5 separate regions of the Mus musculus genome follow, and regions 1, 2, 3 and 4 are each linked to region 5. Evidence: chromatin contacts called from public Hi-C and promoter capture Hi-C data. All regions are on one chromosome and are shown on one strand. Each heading gives the region's core, a stretch centred on a gene start, on an enhancer-like site or on the middle of the called end of the contact. The rest is flanking DNA. Distances are from core to core; before and after follow the strand shown.

Region 1 (4,156 bases), core at 790-3,289, 530 kb before region 5:
AAAGCCCCAAATTACAAATCTTTAAAGCAAAACATGAAGACAGGGAGCAGAGAAGCAACTGGGAAGGACACACAAAGCAGTAAGCTGAGTAAGAATCTATTAAATTATACTTCATCAAATTAGAAATCTTAGCTAACCAAGACATTTTTACATAAATGAATAGGCAAATGGTATAAGAGAAGGTGTTTGCAAATCATGGATCTAATAAAGGAACAGTATCCAGGATATATATCATCCACTCCTCGGTAGCAACAAATAACCCAATTATTTTAATGGGCAAAGATATGAACAGATGCTCTATACAGGAAGACACACGAGTTGCCAATGGACAAGTGAAAATCTGTTTAATATCACTAGTTGTCAGGAAATACAAATCAAAACCATAATGAGATAATACTGCATGGATACCAGAAACAGTAACAGTGGAAACAACTGTTTGTTACTAAGGATGTAGAATAACTGAGATTCTCATACATCACTAGTGAGAATACGAGAGAGAGAGAGAGAGAGAGAGAGAGAGAGAGAGAGAGAGAGAGAGAGAGAGAGACACACGGCCAGTCTGTGAGACAGCTTGTCTCTTGGATGACTACAAATTCCAAACCTCACTCCCAGGGCTGTAAAGGAGAAACACTATTCTTCAGATTTATATGCCATCTATGTGACATTATATATGCCATTTATATGAGAATCTCAATCAGAGAAAAATCTTTGATGGGGAATATTTTTTGTTCCTTCTGATGGGTTGGTCATTGAGAAGGGATGCCTTGTAAAGAGACTTTCCATGGTTATACTTATATAGCCTATGTGTTCATGCAGCTCCAGGTTACAAAGGTAGTGGGTGTGTTTATCAAAAACGACCAAGCTAGGTGGTGGTGGTGCGCGTGGTTAATTTGAGCACTCGGAAGGTAGAAGAAGGCAGATTTTGAGGTCAGCCTTGTCTACAGAACAAGTTCCAGAACAGTCTGGTCTACCCAGAAAAACCCTGCCTTAAAAAGCCGACTGACTAACCAACCAACCAACCAACCATCAACCAAAGCCAGACAGTGGCAGTGCATGCCTTTAATTCCAGCACTTCTAGCAACTAGAGGCGGAGGAAGCAGGTGAATCTCTGTGAGTTCTAAGACAGACTTGTCTACAGAGCAGATTCTAGTATAGGCTACACAAAATGGCTCTGTCTTGAAAAACCAGAAACAAATGAATTTTTAGGGTTTATATACACAAGTTATACATATATTTATATATAGTGTGTCTCCCTCAAATTCATCAACCTTAGAAGAATACTGATTCTAAGAATTTACACCTGTGTACGGAAATATCTGTAATTTGTTTTGAAATCTATCATCAAGTTTAGGAAGATGGGGTAAAGAGAACACACTTATGTAGTAAGTAAACATAATAAAAATGATGGCGGCTGGAAGATAAATGGATGGGTGCTCTGTGCAAAATTCAACAGTCCTTTTTTTTTTCCTGTACTTTTATAACAGTATTTAGGGGGAAATACCTGTTTAGTTCTCTTAGAAAGTTATACTATCTATATCTGTATCTATAGAAAGATAAACACTATATTGCTAAACACAACAAAGACAAAACTACCACAAATTTTATACAGTTACTATAGCTAAAGGAATCATGTTTAATACTGCCAATAAATAGCCTTTCATTTATTCAGCTAGTATTTATTATTTATATTATACATAAGACATACTACTGCCTTGAAAAACAACTAATATTTTAAACACTCACGACATGCCCCAAGTCATGTTATGTTTTTATGTATTCTACCTAAGAATCTTAAGTCCTGAATCAGTTATTATTTTATGATTACATACTTTCTTTCTCAGATAGTTCCAAAAAGAATTGCAGGATTTCATCTCAGTTTAAAAACAAAGTATAAATTTATGCTGCTGATCTAAAAATGACCCTAGGAACAGGCAAATATTTGTAAGAATAAACATAAAGCCCTCAACACTCACCAAAGAGTCACATTTCCCAGGAGGCTCGTGTTGTTACTGAGACCTCGGAAGGGCTAAAGATAAATCCATGGCTACAGGAAGTGAGCTAACGCACCACTCACAGTTCACAGGAAAGCATGTGGCAATGGCTCGCCTAAAGATTCCCTCCAAACCCCAGAAGACTGAAAGAGAAGAACTTAAGGCCCTGGGAAGACACCAAGTAACTGACGCTGCACAGCACACACTGTAAGAATGACTTTAGGAAAGCAGAATCGAGGGTCTGTCTACCAGCTGGTTTTTAGAGCCATGCTGAAGAAACTGAAAGTAAAGCAACAAGATAGGGAAGAGATGTTAAGAGTCAGGCCTCGATGCAAATCTTAGTTTTTCTCAGTCACTCAGTTATTTTACACAAAATTGTTTACCAGTTGTCTTAGGGTTTCTATTGCTTTGATAGAATATCATGACCGAAAGGAACTTGGGGAGAAAAGACTTTATTTTACTCTATATCTGTATGACAGTCCAACACTGAGAGAAGTCAAGGTGGGAACTCAAAACAGGGCAGGGACCCAGAGACAGGAGCAGATACAGAGGCCATGGAAGAGGCCTACAGGCTCTGCTCAACACGGCTTGCTCAGACTGCCTTCTTACACCAAGGATTGCCAGCCCAGGAGTGGCCCCACCTACAGTGAGCTGGGCCCTACCCCATCAATCACCAATCAAGAAAATGAAGAATTGTCTTAGCCACTCTGGAACCCTTCTATCCCATCCCTCCCCCCCCCTTTCCTCTAAGAGGGCGCTCCCCCACTCCCACCCTGGAAAAATATGGAACACTTCACAAATCCTTCTGCAGGGGCCATGCTAATCTTCTCTATTCAAATGACTCTAGTCTGGATCAAGTTGACATAAAAGTAGCCAGCACACCAATCAAAACCTCTGTTACTTGTATGGTATGAGGGACAAAAAAAAAAAAAAAATCTGGTTGCTGGACTTATGAAATGAGATAAACATATATAGAAATATTCAGGTGAATGAGTGACTTGTCAATATTATTAAGTAGGCTTTAATTTTATCAACACTAGGAAACTCAGTTATTCCAAGGACTCTTGGTCATCCCCACCCCCACCCTGACCTGGTCCCAGGCCATCTGGACATTCCCACGCACTCATGAGGAGGTGAAAGTTCATTCACCCTGCCTGGCTTTTCTCTAAAGCACTGAAGAGTTTACAATGTAGGTGGAAGTTTGTCTGAGTTACAGGCTTCAGCTTTAAAAACAGTTGTTGTCTATTCTCCCTGGGAAAAAATGTGCAGTATCTAGCAAAGGTCCTTTTTATAAATTTTCTTCTGCACAGAGAGGGTGTAATACCAGTAACAAACTGTTCACATGCTATATATCTAAGAGATAGGCAAGCAAGTATTTCCTGAAGGAAAATTATTCAACTTAAAAAACAGAAGTTAAGCTGGAGAGACGGCTCAGCAGTTAGTTAAGAATGTCTGTTGCTCTTCCTAAGAACCTAAGTCCATTTCTCAGAATGAATGTTGGTAGCTTATACAATATGTAATGCCAGCTCTAAGGGACTCAACGCCTGCTTCTGCCTCCATGCGCACCCCCAGACACATACTTAAACATAAAAATAAATCTAAAAAATCTTTTTACTATTAGTTAGACAAGCACACATAATTGCTTGATAATTTTAAAACTATTTATTATGCAGCTCCAGGCATTATGAGCTAACTTTAGGGCTAGAATCTTTAACCTGACTTCTCCATGAGCAGTGAGGCCCATATCCCTCCTAAAAGTGTAATTTAAAAAATGCATTTGTGATGGGTTTAGGAACAGAAGGAAGGGAAAGAGCGAGGAAGGCAGGCAGGTAAAACAAAAAAAACATTGGTTTTTCTCTTCCTATATAGCTTTAAAGGCAAATCTTCCCTTCTTCAATCCTGTGAGACTTGGCTGAATTTCTACATCCAGCTCACAGTCCTTCTACCCTAGCCTCCTGAGTGCTGGGTCACAGGCATGTGACACCGTGCATAGCCAGCAAGTGACAAGACAGAAATCCCAAGGTTTCGCCATAATCTTTCCAAGGTCCTTCAGAAGACTGCCAAAGGAAGAGGGCAGAGAGCGTTAGAAAGGGGCAAATGGAAGATGGGCGCTGAGGGACAAAGCAAGAATTCTTGAATATTATGATAATATTTCTATACCATAT
Region 2 (4,352 bases), core at 1,399-3,898, 600 kb before region 5:
CAATTCCCAGCAACCACACGGTGACTTACAACCATCTGTAATGGGAACAGATGCCCTCTTCTGGTGTGTCTGAAGACAGCTACAATGTACTCATATACATAAAAGAAATAATTCTTAAAAAAAAAGAATAAAGGTGAACTTGAACCAATGATAAATAGCAAGCAACCTTTACCAACATCCTCCATGAAATGTTCTTCTGTCTTCTCTCCTCTCCTCTAGTGTGGAGGTGAGACCCTGGGTTCTGTGCATGCTAGGGAACCACTCTACCTGAGAGCTAAATCTACAGCCCACAACTTGTGAAATTGAGAAATTTTCACAATTGAGAAATCTCTTCCAATTTCTCATTATATTAATGGGAAAGAGCAGCTAGGAAACTGCCCAGAAATGATGCATAGCAATACTTAAGTATGACAAAGCAGAGCCTTTTTCATACCCCTTAGAGAACAAGACTATTGGGCTCACACTGGGTTCAATCCCCAGCACTGCATAAAATAGAATGTGATGGTACATACCTGTAATCCTAGCACTTGGGGGATTCAAGGTAACCCTGCGCTGAGTTTGTAAGTAGCCTGGGATACTTGAGATTCTATGCTACCCCTCACAAACAGGCCAGAGACATTTCAAAGCAAAAGATGAAGACACCCCTTGCCCCCAATATCCCATCCTATCCCCCCATCCCATCCCCCCATCCAACCCATTCTATTCCATCTCATCCCATCCACCCCACCCCACCCTACCACACCCCATCCACCCCACCCCACCCCACCCCACCCCATCCCATCCCACCCCACCCCATCCCATCCCATCCCATCCCACCCCACCCCATCCCATCCCATCCCACCCCACCCCACCCCACCCCATCCCATCCCATCCCATCCCATCCCATCCCATCCCATCCCATCCCATCCCAGACAGCTTTAATTGTTGACCTGACAGCCTAGAGTTGTCTGAGAGGAAAGCCTCCACTGAGGATTTGCCTAGGTCAAGGATGACCGTGGCTATGTCTGTGGGGAATGTTTTGATCATTAATTTCCGTGGGAGGCCCTGTAGATAGTGCAATTTTCTGGATGATCTTAGGCCATGTAACAAAGTTAGCTAAGCCGGCACCCCTGAGCAGGACAGAGAATGAACCAACATCCAGCCTTTCTCACAGTTCTTCCTTAAGTTCCTCTACTGATTGTTACCTGGAAGTGGAAGCTAAATAAACTCTTTCTTCCTCACTAAGTTGCTCTTCATAAAGAATGTTTTCAGTCACACCAACAGAAAGAAAATCAGAACACCTGCACAGACATATGTATGGCAGGCTGCTGTAGCTTTGTAGATGGAAGTGAGTTCAGTTTCTACAGCTGGCAGCCAGCTCGCCTCCATTCCATTAAGACAAAACCATGTGTGGGAGAAAATAGTGTAGTGGGGGAGGTAAGAATGTTATGTCTTCTCTCATATGAAGATCTAAATTTAGCTATCTGTAATATATGCTAGGAAAGCTGAAGGAGGACTATCTGGGGACAGAGGACCAACAGAAGGCGGTGGCAGAATAAACAGCCATGGATGTGTAGTTAAGTATCATAATGAAACCTATTGTTTCATATGCCAAGAAAATTAATTTAAGGGATATTCAGGGCAAAACAATGCTTGTTTTGTCTGAATTAGGTTGAGTATACATTGCAGAATGTTAAACACGACACACACAATCAGGGTGGTGGTGCACGCTTTCAATCCCAGAACTCAGGAGGCAGAGTCATTTGGGTCTCTTTAAGTTTGAGGCCAGCCTGAGTGAGTTCCAGGACAGACAGTGCCTTGAAAAACAAACAAAGCCACAAAGCCACAAAGCCACCAACAGGCTGGTGCGCAGTTCAGCGGTGTCTAACCCTGAAGTAGATCTAGGTTCTGCCACTATCTCTATCCCTGGAATGGAACAAAACAACTCAACATCTCTAATTGGATCTTGGAACTTAAAAAACCAACCAACCAACCAACCAACCAACCAACCAACCAACCAACCAACCAACCAAAAAACCCTTCCGATGTGAGTAGTCCTCTAGGCATACAGAGGGACATTTTCCTTTATCCCCTTAGGGAAAACGCACATCTAGCCAGCTGGTGAGAACTACCAGGCTGACCCTTTCCATTATTTCCCTCTGGAAAGTGTAGCTGATGGCTCCCTGGGAAACAGTGGGGTGATTTATGCAGCCCATCATCCCTTCTTCAACCTCTGCCACTACAACTCCTTGCAACGCCACACAGCAAACAGGAGCTAAGATGTGTAAAATTTCAGACCAGACAACAGTAATTTTCCGTGCACTAGCATTAGTTTTGACAAGTTTTTCTTTTTTTTTAAGGTTTACTTTAAAATAATTCAGATATTTGCCTAAACTAAGTTCTAAAAGCATAGTTTTCAACTTGTTGGGTTTTGAGGTTTTTATGATCAGTGTTATGGATCAGAGAAGAAGAATTCCACCCCTTCGACAGGGTGTTGGATACAATACTGGCTGTCCTTGGCACACATTTCTTAGGATGTGAAAACAACTAAGCAGCAAACTGTTCTCCTAGTGCAGGCATTTCTAGGCAGAAACTTATTGTTCTGCTATTGGTCCAACCACAGCTTTCTTCCAACAGCTGGAACCTATTTGTTTTTATTTTGAGAGTAAACGCCTCATAAAGGAGAAGTATAAAGTATTGGAGTTAGACTGGCAGGTCCAGCAAGTTTAGGTCCTAGGGATAAGGACAGGCCTTTCTGAACTGGCAGCCTGCTTGAAAGACTGCCTCAAAGTGGTGGTGTGGAAAGGGGTTTGGGTCAGTGCCCTCAGACCACCACAGAACAGTAGGGCTGGAAGAAAGGCATGCCTTCATTCAGGCTCATCTCAGGGTATCTGAAACACTACTCACTAGTGGAGAGGGACACTTTAAAAACTATCCATGTTTTTCCCCACTGTTGTGCAGGCATTGGTGAGTGCTTTCTGAAACCCCCAGAGTTCCAATGCCATTGTTACTTCTAGTGTACTCTATACTACCCATAGTTATGCTGAAAAAAACAAACAAACAAGCAAGCAAACAAAAAAAAAAACCAAACACATAACACTGAATTCACCCATTCTCCATGTGAAACCCTTCCATTGTGAGCCTACTTCATGCCCTACAGCCAGCAAGAGCACCAAATGCCAACTCCTGAGCATGTGCAGGGCACCTTGGCAGCTGGATCCCAGCAGTTTCTTATGTTTCTTATCTCCTATCACTCTCTGAAGTCTCTCTAGGTTCTCCAGCCCTCCTGACGCCATGCTTTCCATCCTCCAGTATTATCCTTCTCTTCAATCTTCAAGCCTTACCTCTCTGCCAGGCTTCCTTCCTCTCATTCTAGCACCCACCACACTGGAGAACAAGTGCCTCTCTCTTTCTCGAATGTCGGAAGCCAGTTGCCAGGCAGGGACTTCTGTACTGTCTCCTAAGCATGTTAAAGCTATGCTAAGAATACCTGTGTGCTTGGCAGCAGACACCTATCAGCACCATCGTGCCCCTGCGGCTGGGAAGGGAATACTCCTCCTGATATCCGAGTGCTATTGGGACAAGAGAGCAACTAGGGACTGTGTGGATCTTCAGCTCATTGAGCCCTGGACTGTGGCAGGAATACCTGCAGCTGTTGGGAAGTTAGAGCTTACATAGGGAGGATGCCTATCCAGGAAAGGGTTGATAAAACTCACTTTCATAAAGGTAAGATATACTGATGAGTTAAAAAACAAAACAAAACCCTAACTTCCTTCAATTATCATAGGTGATCGATGAATAGCTAGAACTCATAAAAACAAATGAGAAACCTTTAACGATCTATTTTGCTTTAGAGAAAAATGAAAGACAGAATATCATAAAGTAATAACGAACCTAGTTAAAGTAAGTGAGACTTGCCTTTTTCTAAGGTCTCAGAAGGTCTTTGGAAAAGATGAACTGTCAACCTCACAGACTCATAGTCCCTGACTCAGACAACTCTGCCACTGACCTGATCCCACAATGGCCACTCGGCACCTCTCTGGGGGAGTATGTCTTCCCCAACAGTCTACTTCCTGTTGTCACCCTGAGTGGTGTCTGGATGTTTCCTGTTCTCCCCAGGCTCAGACATGGATGCAGTCATACCTTTCAGCCTTCCTGTTGTGCTCTTCAGAAACACACTCCCGTCGCGCACCAGCTTCTTCCGTCTTAGGTCCTCCTTGGCGAACATCTGCCCACTCTTCATTCTCATGATCGACTTGCTATCTGTCTTTGTGTAAATCTCACCGAGACGCACTTTCTTCTCGTAACTTGCCACTTTGCTGTCCACGGCTCCAATCACATCCTTCACCAGGCTCAAGGACTGAGTGAGGTCT
Region 3 (4,011 bases), core at 914-3,413, 550 kb before region 5:
TGTTCCTTAGCCAGGCTGGAAGGCAGTGAGTAGTCCTCTTGCCTCTCTCCACCCCCCTTACAATGCTGGGGGTCACAGAAAAGCCTGAGAGCAAGCCTAGCTTGCTATGTAGACACTGGGATCCAAATGCAGGTGCTCATGATTACACAGCTAGAGAGTCATCCTTAATGCCGTAACTCTATTGTGAAAATCTGTTAAGATTAAACATCCAGTTAGCCAAGATGAAAGACAGAATTCACTAATGAAGGGCAGCTACATTCGTCTCCAGATCTTTTGAATTAAATTTTCAGAGGATGCTGCAAAAACACCATAGACACCGGGAGCTTGTGCTTAGTTCCCAGAACACCTGGCCCTGTAGTGAAGACCATGTGCATTACTCCCTTTCAGATTTAATCTTTGCACCAGGATCGCACACTCTAACTACTCACTGAAGATCAATTTTTAAAACAGGTTCCTAGAGCTAGACAGATGGCTCAGTGGTTAAGAGCAATGGCTGTTCTTCCACATAACCTGGGTTTGATTTCCAGTACCTACATGTTAACTTACAGCTGTATCTGTGACTTCAGTTCCAGAGGTGCCAATGCCCTCTTCTGGACTCTGTGAGCATGGCATGCATGTGGTGCAGATGTAAACGCAGGTAAAACACCCATACACATTACACAAAAATCTTAATAATAAAAAAAGGTTCCTTAAGGGAATAAGTTGGTAACAAATATTTATACAATTAAAATGCTTGAAAGCATTTTTTATGCACACAGGCCTTGTGTTTATAAATCCCACGTGTCAATATACCCTCGACAGCCAACTGACCTGCATTTGCATGAAGTTTTAGTAGTCATTTTCAGATTTAATCCTCCTGTACTTAAGTAAAAATGTTCTTCAGCTCTGTCTCTTGAGCTTGAAATTTCTGACTGCTAGAATTAATTTGTCTTCTGTGAAGTTCAGCAGAAGCAAGATCACTTGAAAAATATTTCTAGATTTAAGGAGCCTACTGTGACATAAATACTCATTTTAACATCTGTTCTTAGACAGGATCCTGGACCCAGGAAAAGGTGAGAAAAACTGAACTGTGTCTATATTAGATTAATTTGATCAGGATTAATCCCCTGATTCAGGTAATAAGAAAGGTATCTTTGTTTTTAAGAGACATATTAAATTACTTAGGGGTACAGAAACCTACGCTCTGAAGGAGAGTGATAAAGAAAGGGAGTATTCTGGAAAAATATGAAATATTGTAACATTTGGTAATTTGAGGGAAGAATGCACAAGTTCTTGATATTTTTTCCATGTACTTTTCTTGCTAGGTATTTCTTCAGTGAGAGTCATTTTACCCATTTTCAAGTCTGAAATTATTTAAAAAATCCTTTTAAAAATAGTGTCATATTTAAACTCCACAATATAATGAATATAATGTACGCATCAAAGAGGCTTTTATATACCAAGAGGAAGGGTTAAAAACTGATATCTTAGCAGTTATGGTTAAGTATAAAGACAGTCCAAAGAAGAAGCAGACACATTTTAGAAGTTAATAAGATCCCAAAATAAGAAAATTGATAAGAAAAGTAGTTAAGGTATACTTAATTTTTTTAAAAAAGTAATATACTCACTGTCCAATCCAGGATGACTGATTGTCATTAATGAGATGGATTTTGTCAATGGAGAAGAAATGGCTGATGTACAGTAGTTAAATCCCTGTTGTTTAGACCTGTAACATGTCTACAAAATTAAAAAAAAATGGAGGATGAGTTCTAAGTACATATTCATATATATAGACGTGCAGAATTTGCATTGACCCAACTTAGTGAAGGAAGAAGTGGAATCCAGTCTGCCTCTGCCACTTAACTGGTACTTAGCTGCTTAGCTTTCTAAGCCTCCTTGTTCCTCCTGGAACTGGTGAGTATTCACCATTTACAGTGGGTTTCCATCCCTCAGAGCATTTAATAAGGTTTCAAATTGAGTAAGAACTCACTAGGTATTTGCTGGTCACACAACCTGGTAAGTAACTTCATCAGAGGTACCAAATTACATAGAGCACTGCTGCTTTGAAAAATCAAACTGTCTTCAGAGATTGACAATAGGACATGTTGTTATTCTGATTATAAGGACTTGGAAACTGAGATGTGAGCAGAAAGCAGTTCAAGAGCAGTAGCAAAGCAGCGTTGCATCTGGGAAGAGGCGAAATCTCTTTCACTTCCTCTTAGATTGACTGTACATGAACACAGGGTGACTGCAATTTAGTAACTTAACTTCCTCAGTAGTTACTGGCAATTTAAATCCATAGCATTTTAAAAGCCATGTAGCCCAAGCAAAAGCAGAGGCTCCTTTTAACATCCCGGAAGCAACCATTTTTTACTTCTGGTGATAAGGGTCTCATGTGTCTTTCATTTTGAGACAGCTCATTCGAATACTCTCACAAGATGAAATCTGCCTTTTTCTGATTCACACAAATTGAGATACTGAACGTCTCCTCCTAGCATGCACTCACTCATTTGGGCCAGAGATTTCTGATTATTTAGAGCTTGTTCCATGTGTAACCATGGAATCTGAGGCAAACAGTTGCTATGTTTCAAATACAACTGTGAGGTCTGAAAAATGACCTCCGAGAACAGCAGACTTTTAAGAGGAAGTTGACTGCAGGCAACTTGTCTAGATCAGAAAGATACATGCAGCACAACACCCACTCTGAGGCTGTGCACAAGAGGAACTAAAGGTAAGATGGAAGCTCTATGAGGACTATGCATTGCATAGCATAGCATAGCATAGCACAGCACAGCACAGCACAGCACAGCACAGCACAGCACAGCACAGCACAGCACAGCACAGCACAGCACACCATGGTACAAAAATGCGGATATTTATCTAGATGTGTTGACTTCATCTAGAAAGATTAAGTCAGAAAGATAGCAATGATAATTAGTACCATTTACTAAAAGAAAGGTCATCTGCCAAACTTCTCAGGGGCATGAAGCTCTCACAGGTAAGGGAGGGATCAACAGACTTTCTTGAGCAGTATGATTGACACAAAGACCATATTTTCTCTAGGGAATAACCATGGGGCATGGATTTTCAAATTGCTAAATTTAATAATGACATGCAATATACTTTAAAACTCAATTTACAATGAACTGAATACATTCCTAATCCTAAAACATTTGCTGTGATGGAATATTTAAATCTGTATAGATTAATGTATTCTTTTTAAAAAATAATATTTTATATTTATTATTATTTTTGTATAGAGTGTTTTATCTGAATGCATGTATCCATGCTACATTCATGTCTGGTGCCCCTGGAGGTCAGAAGAAGATACTAGGTCCTTGGAACTGGAGTCATGGATGACTGTAAGCCACTTTATGTGGGTGCTAGGCACCAAATGTCAGTCCTCTGCAAGAGCAGTAAGTGTTCTTAACCACTGAGCCATCTCTCCAGACCAACTGATGTATTTTTAAATATTCATGTTTAGTTCTAAAAGCGTGTTATTGCTAGAACTGAAGATACTATTTAATAGGTAAGTACTAGTATTTACTAGTACTAATAAAAAGCACAAAAATGAGGTCATATTTGGGGGTAATATTCCACTACCACACCCATCAGCATTCCATACTTATTTTAGCCTTACCTGCTGATCAAACATCCTATGATGCTGTCTCTGGTCTGGCTCCAGATGTTCTTCTGAAAGTGACATCAAAGAGTTTCTCTGTTCCTCACCACCGAAAGGGTTTCTGAGCTCGCTGGAGTTTGCAGAGCTCATTTCTAGAGACGAGGATGGCTTATTTCCAACACCTCCTCCTGTCAAGCCTTCCAGACTGAAACTGAACACAGAGCACAATAGTTCAGTCACTGTTTGTAGGTCTCAGAATGGGAGGTTACAAATATCCCTCTAACTTGTATATTTATTTTTATGTTTCCTACTCAAAGTATCTACAAGAAGGCAGAGCAGATAAGTACCACTCATCTTTGCCCCAGTGGTATTAGATGCTGAAAAAGAACACCAGATGCATTTATTTCCCT
Region 4 (3,992 bases), core at 564-3,063, 710 kb before region 5:
TGCATACATAGCAAGCTCACTGCTCCAGGCCGCCCTCCTCCCTCTAAGACAGGAAGGATGCATTTACTTTACAGCGCACACGGGGGCATTTCTTTTTGTCTTCCTACTTTTCTCTCCCTACACTGGTGGCACAGGCTTAAGATGCCATCAACAGGAACTGAGCCACCGTGGAACACACAACTTGCACACGGATCCTGCACCGCTGCATGGCGCAAGGAACCCAGTTGCAGTTCGATGCCCATGAAAAAGATTTCGTCTGTCCATCCTCCACAATTTTTTTGAACAATCTCCCTGGACTGGCTTGCTGATAAAGGACTCAGCTGAAATATCAATAATTACAGGGCTGGGACAAAAGTGACTTTGCCCATCTCCACAGACAAAGCCTGTGATCTCCACAACCCTGTCTTAGAGGGACCAAATCTACTGTAGGATAAGAGCACCGTGGGTCCTCCCTCCTCTGTCCCCTGACACAAGCTTTCAGCAACACCCATAAAAAGTCCTCCCAGCATAACTGTGCCGCTTATGAAAGAGGCTCAGCAAACTAGAGGGTCAGGTGCCAAGTGCCCCTCCCTCCCCGTCTTACTCCAGGGGTGAAGAGCCCAGACATCTGGCATACCTTGTCCTGCCCTGAGCATGGAGGGAGAACTAGTGCCCAATGAACCTTGGCCAAAGCAACTTGGCCTCTGGTCTCCCCAAAGTACAGATGAACTACAAAGCCCCCGAGAGTCCGCCCCTCCCCCCAACTTCCTGTGCTCGAGTCTCTAGAAAGTCTCCCAGATTGGTAAGGTGGCACTTGCTTATAAACCCAGCTCTCAGGAGACTGGGACCAGAGATTTCATGCTCAAGGCTGGCCTGACGTTTATAACAAGACTAAAACCGGGAGAGGAAAAAAAGAAAAAAAAGTAAGACTGTGAGAATCCACTTTGAGGTCCTTGAGGCACTTGCACCCAAGTGTCTGGTGCCCCAGTAGGCACAATTCCCGAGTAGGAAAAAGCTTCTAATACAGCTATGAAGGAGACTAGTCCAGTGGGGATTTGCAGACCACAGCGGAATTCTCGCGCCAGGGCAACGCATGGGAGGAGGGGAATGGGATGGCGGGGGGAGGGGGGGGTGGACTACTTGCTACGGCCCTGCCAGATCGGCCACCACCTGGGTAGGTAGGGGCGTATGGCTCCGGGAGTGTCACCACTCTCCCTTGATAGACAACTTTCCAGACAGGAAGGACCCTATGCTGCGGGCCACACGGCCAGGCCCTGCTGTCTACTCTTCCCTGGTTTAACCCCTCGGCCCTGGCTAGGTACAAGCAAGTCGCGGGGACCTTGGCTAGGTGTGTGCACAAAGCTGCACGGTTCGCATCCTCGAAGACAAGCAGTTTCCTCTTTCTAGGATCAATAGTAATTTTTTTAAAAAAGAGAATCAGCGGACTCAATGAATCAAACACTCCCGGGAGAGGGTAGCCGCTCCTGCGCGTAACATCCGTTTGGAAAACAATTCATTCCCTTGGCGGGAGCTCTGAACATAACAGTACGGGGTCCCCAAGCTCGATCGAGGGGCGCTCCCAGGTCAGCACCCACTTCCCCGACCCAGTGAACTGGGCCTGCGGTCCTACGCCCTGCCCGGCGATCCTCGAGCAGGATCGCTCGCTGTCCCGGTGACAAGTTCCGACCTGATCCTCACCGTGCGGCCCCACAGGCTCTGCAGTCCCCGCCGCTGCCGCCGCCCCCGGCCGGCTCACCAGTCCCGGCCGCGATCCCGTAGCCGAACCGCACGGGCGCTGCCAACAAACTAGTTTCTCCGGCCTTCCCGCCCCGCCTCGCGGCCCGAAGCGCAGCAACCAATCATAAACCGCGCCTCTGTGACGGATGGGTCGACTGACCCGTAATACAGTCGCGTGAGAAGAAAGGGACGGTCGTCCAGGCCATCGGTGCCGCGGAAGGCGGGGCGGGGAGAGGAAAGCGACTGCCACCAGATTCTTAAAGGGACAGGCCATTGCCTTTCTGTTCTGGTGGCCAGAGTTGGGAGAAAGCAACACGACCTGTTCTAGAGCTTCTCTTAAGGAAGGTCTTTGTCGATCACACGCATTCTTCTTTCTGTTACCGAATCACAGCCGTTGTTGATCTTTTTAAAGACCAGCAATCTAATCGCTCCTATGTTAAGGAAATCCTTTTTCCCTCCCGGCTAGTTTCGATGCGAGGGAATTTCTACAGACACGAATCCCTGTCTATACTGGGAATTCCCAGATTTCAAGGGAGAGGACTTTAAGCTTCAGCTGTTCTGTCAAGCCGGTGGAAATTTCTTCCTAAACTTTTTTTTAACCCTTCAAATATCCTTCACTATTAGAACTCTCAGCGGTACAAAACTGATAGAGTAAATCTATATCTATACATACATACATACATACATACATACATACAACACACATATGGAATTTATTAGAGTAACTTTCAGGCTGTGGCCGGGGTAGCCCAACAATGGCTGTCTCCGGATATAACGTCTGAGAGTCCAACTGTCAGTCCACGAGGCTGGATGCTTCAGCTGGTCTTCAGTATACCTTGGAATTCAGAAGAAGTTGGCTATAATACAATGAAAGAATGACCCTACCTGTGAAACTTAAGGGCAGACAAAGAGCAAAAGCTTGCTTCTTCCAGGTCCTTTTTCCAGGCTGCCGCTAGAAGGTGCCCAGATTTAGGGTGGGTCTTCGGGGGTGGGTGGATATGGGGGACTTTTGGTATAGCATTGGAAATGTAAATGAGCTAAATACCTAATAAAAAATGGAAAAAAAAAAAAGAATGAAATTGGCTCAAAAAAAAAAAAAAAAGGGTCTTCCTATCTCAAATGATCCAACCAGGAAAAAATCCCTCACAGGTGAGCCCAGCTGCTTGGGTTTTAGCTACTCCAGATATAATCAAGTTGAGGATCAAGAGTAGACATCACACTTGCCCAACGCATCCATTAGTTCATTTAAGAGTTACTAGATGAGCTGGGGAGTGGCGCTCACAACCACCTGTAATGAGAACGCCCTCTTCTGGTGCGTCTGAAGTCAGCTACAGTGTACTTATGTATAATAATAAATCTTTGGGCCGGAGCGAGCAGAGACTCTAAAAATTCAATTCCCAACAACCACATGAAGGTTCACAACCATCTGTACAGCTACAGTGTACTCACATACATTTAATTAATTAATTAAAAGAGTTACTAGACCTGGGCGGTGGGGGCTTACTCCTTTAACCCCAGCACACAAGGCAGAGGAATGCCAATCTGATTTCCACACCAGCTGATCTATAAAGTTGATTCCAGGACAGCCAGGGCTACACAGAGAAACCCTGTCTTAAAGGAAAAAAAAAAAAAAAAGGGAGGGAGGATATTTTCTAGATTTCTATGTCAGAGAGAGAGAGAGAGAGAGAGAGAGAGACTGCCTGCCTGCCTGCCTGCCTGCCTGCCTGCCTGCCTGCCTGCCTGTGTGCTATAATTCTGAGACCTTGTAATCTGGTCTTGAAGTTCCATCGGCTTCTTTCTTCTCACCGCACCACACCCCACTATGTGATGCTCTGATGGATGGTTCTTGCAGGCAGAAGGAGTATCATTAAACCTTTCCTACAGGATTATTGTAAAGATGGAGGGCTTGGGAGCCAGTAAATGCTCAAGAGGGTGTCTCCATACCGCCTAGATCTGGAGACATTTAAGATGGAAGGGTTCCCATATTTAAGAGGAGCCTTGGCCAGAGCTGATCGGTGGTCTAATGTGCTGGCAAGAAACTTTCCAAAGGGACAGGGCAGCATCAAATAATTGTTTCATTAAATGAATGACAGTCAGCATTTATAGTTATAGGTGCCCTGCCAATTTCCTAAAGCAAAAGCATTTATATAATTATTGCTTGGATGAAGCCTCCCATGCAAAATTGATTCTTAGCAAGTTCATAAGCATTGAGTATTTTTTTTTAAGACTGTCTGTGAACTTACACATGCCAAGCATCAGAAATCTGGCTCACATTA
Region 5 (4,226 bases), core at 315-2,814:
ACATTATTTACTGAGGCAGGGTGTCACTGAACCTGGATCTTGTTGATTTTGTCTAGTCTGGCTAGCCAGCTTGTCCTGGGGATTCCCTGTGCTTACCTCTCCAGGCCATCTTGTCTACCTATGATTTATGCTGGAGCTGGGGATCTGAAAATCACCCTCAACCTTGCACAGTGAGCACTTTATCCACTGACCTCTTTGCTCAGCCCCCTTCCTCTTTTCTGTCTTTCATCTACTCGGGTTGTCTAAGTGCTGCCGAGTCAGCAGTGCGGAGCATGCGGTCCTCACCCAGTGAGAATATCTTTACCGTGTCTCCTTTTACTACAGTTCTGGCTTTTGAGTTAAGATCTGTTTTCTATAGGTTAGAAAAGGGCCCACCAGTCCCTAATCTACTGGTAGGCTTTGTTGTTGTGAGCTTTTAATCAAGTGCATATCAGAATATCATTTTCTTCCGTCTTTTAGGTGTGCTAATGTGACGAATTTTGTTTTCCATTTGCTAATAATGAACCAGATTACTACATTAATTGTGGTCTACAGTAAGTCATGGATGCAGATTCCACTGCTGAAAGAATGAGCCAGTCCGGGGGGGCCTTTTAGATTCTCCTCCTTCTCTCTTGCAGTTACTACGGCCTGACGGTGTGGTTCCCCGACATGATCCGCTATTTCCAGGATGAAGAATATAAGTCTAAAATGAAGGTGTTTTTTGGTGAGCACGTGCATGGCGCCACGATCAACTTTACCATGGAAAACCAGATCCACCAACATGGGAAGCTTGTGAACGATAAGTAAGTGTGCAACCACGGGCTTCCCCTGGGCCTGAGTGGCAGTCAATGGGGTTCCCTTGGAAGAGAGCATTGGGATGCTGAGAGCTCGGTGTACTAAGGATGGACTCCAAGGATAGAGTGGCCCTCACAACCCATCCTTACTGCTAGAGATACTATAGTCCCCTGAGGGCTGACTCTGTACTGTACCCACCCCTGAGGTTCCCCCCTTGTGCCCTGACTATAAGATAACATGACATTTGGTAGAAGGTGACCAATGTGTCTGTCTTTTCTGAGAACTTGATCCTTTGATGAAAGGGTACTACAGAAAGCCACATTCCATCTGGTGCCACTGGGCTGAGCGTGTCCTCTTTTGAGCTTGAACTGTGCTTAGCAAGCTCCTAGGATGTGACTGTCATTGTGTGAGTGACCACGGGCTTTGCCATTGCACTGGGAAATAATGGATGCACAACTTTTAATGCTGAGGTCCCTGAAAACAAAAACAAAAACAAAAAAAAAATCTGTGGCCTGGTCGTTGAGCTTTCCCTTTGATTCTGGAAGCTTCTCTGTGCTATTATGAAACTCATTTTTGTTATTCTTCATATGATACTACCTCAGAAGGTAGACCAGTATGTTCTGTGGTCAGTGGGAGTCTTGTTCTTAGGGGAGAAGTCACTGGAGTTTTAGAAAGGTTCTGCTTATGTCTTTGTGAGGTTGCTCAGTTCATTTGACTCATCTCCCTCTGTACGGGACAAATGACGTGGAGAGTTTAGACTGCTGCATCTCCTCTATGAGGCTGCCCCCTGGAGGTGAAGTAGCAGACAAAGGCAGGACATATGATAGGCTCCAGGTCATATTTTTCTCCAGGATAGCATGGGCCCCTTGAAGTTGCCCTCTGAAATTGTACCTAGTAAGGTCACTGAGGTAAGTGGTGGGTGAGTGACCATAGAATTATGCGGAATTTCTGGAGGTGCTATGGCTTAGACACATCGCTCCCAGTGCCATTAACTCCCTATCCACCACATTATCACAAAATTGGCACTGTCACGGGGTCCCCTCTGAAGCTGATTGAATTCAAAACGTATCTGTCTTCATGGACAAATTTGAAAATTTACCATGCTTTTGTCTTTTGTGTTATGCTGCCACCTGGTGGTCAGAACATAACAATACCTCTTCTTTCCAAGCCCCAAGCTGTTGATCCTCCTAGGCATCCTTTTTGTCCTGTATTCCCCTCCACCCCCCCGCCCCGTCCCCCTGCCTCCCCGCCCCCCCCCCGCCCCATGACATCATGCACATGTTGCTTTAAAATGTAGACGAAAATGCTTTATTTTACTGAGTAAACACATGGCGAAAATGAAGGGCCTCAGACTCCCTCCGTGTACTGTAGGTCCCACTGAAAGCCAATCCTTATCCTTCCGAGAAACCTTGACCTCAAGAAGAAATCAAAGTGCACAGGCCACTTTTGGCCCCACGCCAAGAGATCAGCCACTGGTACATTTTATGGGACATAAGTGCTCTCTGCATTCCAACATAGTGTTTGCCTCAGAGTTTGTGAGATTTTCAAATTGCAAGAAAGGCAAAGGATTAAATTCATATTTTATAATTCTTAGCCAAAATGCCAGGTTAGGTTACCCTTACTAGTAATTAAGAGAAAGATTGGGCTCCCGTCTGCGTATGTATTAACTAAGTAGCTAACTAATTGATGGGACTGCTTCAAGGAGACAGCACCCGCTTGTGAGTGGGTTAGTGTGGGGAAGGATACCAGGGAGAGGTGCCTGATTCCTGTCTGTGAGAGTTCAGGAAGCCATGACCTGATTTCCATTTTTCTTTTTGGCAGAAGGGAAGTTGAAGCTGTACTCTGAACCCTTGGGGTTGGGTTTGCAGTGGGACTGCACCTCCATTCACAGAGGTGACTTGCCATTGAGGAATAGAAAGGCTTTTTATTAAAAAGTCATATGAAGTCAACAGGGCTTCCATTAAAGGTCAGCTGCGAGTAGCTCAGAGTGCAAACGAGGCTCGTGATTCACCATTAAATGAGGTTGGGAGCATGGCAGGAAGCAGAGGGGGAGGCAGAGTCAGGCAGTGAGCAAAGGTGGATCCCATGCACTGCGTGAAAGGTCACGATGCCACCAGGGTCCCTTTTTAGTAGCACATAAATAAGATGTGGGTTTTAACACTAATGGTGGCTAATTTCAATATAGTAAAGTCCCTTGCAAATGCCAACAGTAGGTGGTGAACATAGGCAATTGCCGCAATATACTGGGCTGTCCGTCTCACAACCTGCACTTGAAGGTTACCGTTCACATATGGAACACATATTAAACTATGTGGTAGAATTTCTCAGTACCACTTCTTGCTTTGTGTGGGTCACGTATACATTCTTCTTGACAGTCTTTCTGGGCACTTTGTAATTTTTGCTGGGCACTGAAAACAGGATCTCTTTCTCCCAATAAAAGGTTTATGATTGCAAATACATAAGAAACCTGTTGACTATCGGAGGCTTATTTTGTGCCTAATTGAGCTCCTAAGACTCTTCTTCATTATTGGTTCTGTAATCCTATCACCTTTGAAGAACTATTGCCTTCTTTTTATGGTGGAATATTCTGTACTTTGAGAGACTAGGGAATAATACAGACAACACTATTTGGGGTACTCAGCCTTATAAACCATAACGTCTAGGTCATTAGCTTAGGTTTTAAGTACTCATTTTGTGAACCGTGTTTCCTTCTTGTGAAGAGAAGTTACTTGGAGTTGATGCCAGCACCTCTTACATATGAAGCATGCACTGTATCATAGAACAGCGGTTCTCAACCTGTGCTCACAGCCCCTTTGGGGGTTGCATATTGGCTCTCCTACACGTCAGATATTTACATTGTGGTTCAGCAAGGTTACAGTTATGAAGTACCAAGGATATAATTGTGTGATGGGAGTCTGCACATGAGGAGCTGTATTAAGGGGTCACAGCATTAGGAAGGTTGAGAAAGACCGCTCTAAGCTACGTTCTTCAGACCACCATTGTCAGGAGTTGGTGCTATATATTTGTGCATGCCTCTGTGTATTTTCCAGTGTAATTCTGTATCTGTAAGCATTGCACGACAGTCTTCTGTATGTGTCACGTTTCAGCTAAAATATATAATGTACATTAATTGTTATTACGATTGTTTTTCTGAGACAGGGCCTTGTGTAGGCCAGGCTGGTCTCAAACTTGCCTTGTAGCTGAGGATGCTCTTGGATTCTTGATCTTCCTGCTTCCACCTCTGGCTGGGATTACAACTGTGCACTTCCATTCCTTGCTTTGCACATGCTTATTATACAACTTCTTTTTGTTTGTTTAGGATCACACTCTTTTCAAAATTCATGTATTCTGTGACAATTTCATAAATGCACAAAATAGATTCCAGGCACATTCACCTCCCTCCATCCCTTACCCCTCTGACTCCACTCCCACTATCATCCCCCTCCTTACCA

The links. Promoter capture Hi-C pulls out the DNA fragments that hold promoters and counts their contacts. Hi-C and Micro-C count contacts between places; a contact is called where the count stands out from the background.
Region 1: a promoter capture Hi-C map of pre-B cells shows a contact between it and region 5, with 5 times the contacts expected there. The contact joins two enhancer-like sites. A contact is called at or near these places in 10 of 39 promoter capture datasets (the 3T3-L1 cell line, the C10 cell line, the HPC-7 cell line and 5 more), 1 of 15 datasets of contacts at CTCF or cohesin (large pre-B cells), 1 of 484 Hi-C or Micro-C datasets (olfactory sensory neurons), 3 of 115 datasets of contacts at active chromatin or transcription factors (acute myeloid leukemia, astrocytes and large pre-B cells) and 1 of 9 other capture datasets (embryonic stem cells).
Region 2: a contact with region 5 is called in a Hi-C map of uterus, with 6 times the contacts expected there. The contact joins two enhancer-like sites. A contact is called at or near these places in 2 of 15 datasets of contacts at CTCF or cohesin (large pre-B cells and pro-B cells), 46 of 484 Hi-C or Micro-C datasets (B cells, CD4 T cells, the CH12 cell line and 23 more), 5 of 115 datasets of contacts at active chromatin or transcription factors (acute myeloid leukemia, astrocytes, embryonic stem cells and 2 more) and 1 of 9 other capture datasets (embryonic stem cells).
Region 3: a contact with region 5 is called in a Hi-C map of uterus, with 3 times the contacts expected there. The contact joins two enhancer-like sites. A contact is called at or near these places in 1 of 15 datasets of contacts at CTCF or cohesin (large pre-B cells), 4 of 484 Hi-C or Micro-C datasets (bone marrow-derived macrophages, nephron progenitors, pre-pro-B cells and 1 more), 3 of 115 datasets of contacts at active chromatin or transcription factors (acute myeloid leukemia, large pre-B cells and pro-B cells) and 3 of 9 other capture datasets (adipose tissue, embryonic stem cells and liver).
Region 4: a contact with region 5 is called in a promoter capture Hi-C map of pre-B cells, with 3 times the contacts expected there. The contact joins the promoter of Klhl25 here to the enhancer-like site in region 5. A contact is called at or near these places in 9 of 39 promoter capture datasets (the C10 cell line, cranial neural crest, embryonic stem cells and 6 more), 1 of 484 Hi-C or Micro-C datasets (large pre-B cells) and 13 of 115 datasets of contacts at active chromatin or transcription factors (the 230-238 cell line, T-cell acute lymphoblastic leukemia, astrocytes and 9 more).

Annotation. Positions count from the first base shown.
Region 1 is chr7:75,667,569-75,671,724 of GRCm38.p6, reverse strand. All of the region lies in intron 10 of Akap13 (A kinase (PRKA) anchor protein 13), which reads right to left. Among named protein-coding and RNA genes, the nearest start is that of AU020206, 110 kb to the left of the region's middle. Within about 2 kb of position 2,039, at least 106 of the 459 cell types and tissues checked have an H3K27ac peak or open chromatin away from gene starts, as enhancers often do. A contact at or near this core is called in pre-B cells, where this site is marked.
Region 2 is chr7:75,730,382-75,734,733 of GRCm38.p6, reverse strand. It overlaps Akap13 (A kinase (PRKA) anchor protein 13), which reads right to left. Exons shown (of 37, transcript NM_029332.1): 26 at 4,123-4,352. Among named protein-coding and RNA genes, the nearest start is that of AU020206, 50 kb to the left of the region's middle. Within about 2 kb of position 2,648, at least 10 of the 459 cell types and tissues checked have an H3K27ac peak or open chromatin away from gene starts, as enhancers often do. A contact at or near this core is called in uterus, where this site is marked.
Region 3 is chr7:75,684,918-75,688,928 of GRCm38.p6, reverse strand. It overlaps Akap13 (A kinase (PRKA) anchor protein 13), which reads right to left. Exons shown (of 37, transcript NM_029332.1): 13 at 3,620-3,812; 14 at 1,608-1,716. Among named protein-coding and RNA genes, the nearest start is that of AU020206, 95 kb to the left of the region's middle. Within about 2 kb of position 2,163, at least 115 of the 459 cell types and tissues checked have an H3K27ac peak or open chromatin away from gene starts, as enhancers often do. A contact at or near this core is called in uterus, where this site is marked.
Region 4 is chr7:75,846,159-75,850,150 of GRCm38.p6, reverse strand. It overlaps Klhl25 (kelch-like 25), which reads right to left and starts at 1,813. Exons shown (of 3, transcript NM_001122780.1): 1 at 1,678-1,813. It overlaps Gm51489 (a long non-coding RNA gene), which reads right to left. Exons shown (of 3, transcript XR_003946804.1): 3 at 2,439-2,551.
Region 5 is chr7:75,132,854-75,137,079 of GRCm38.p6, reverse strand. It overlaps Sv2b (synaptic vesicle glycoprotein 2 b), which reads left to right. Exons shown (of 13, transcript NM_153579.4): 9 at 618-782. Among named protein-coding and RNA genes, the nearest start is that of 4930533N22Rik, 100 kb to the right of the region's middle. Within about 2 kb of position 1,564, at least 13 of the 459 cell types and tissues checked have an H3K27ac peak or open chromatin away from gene starts, as enhancers often do. A contact at or near this core is called in pre-B cells and uterus, where this site is marked.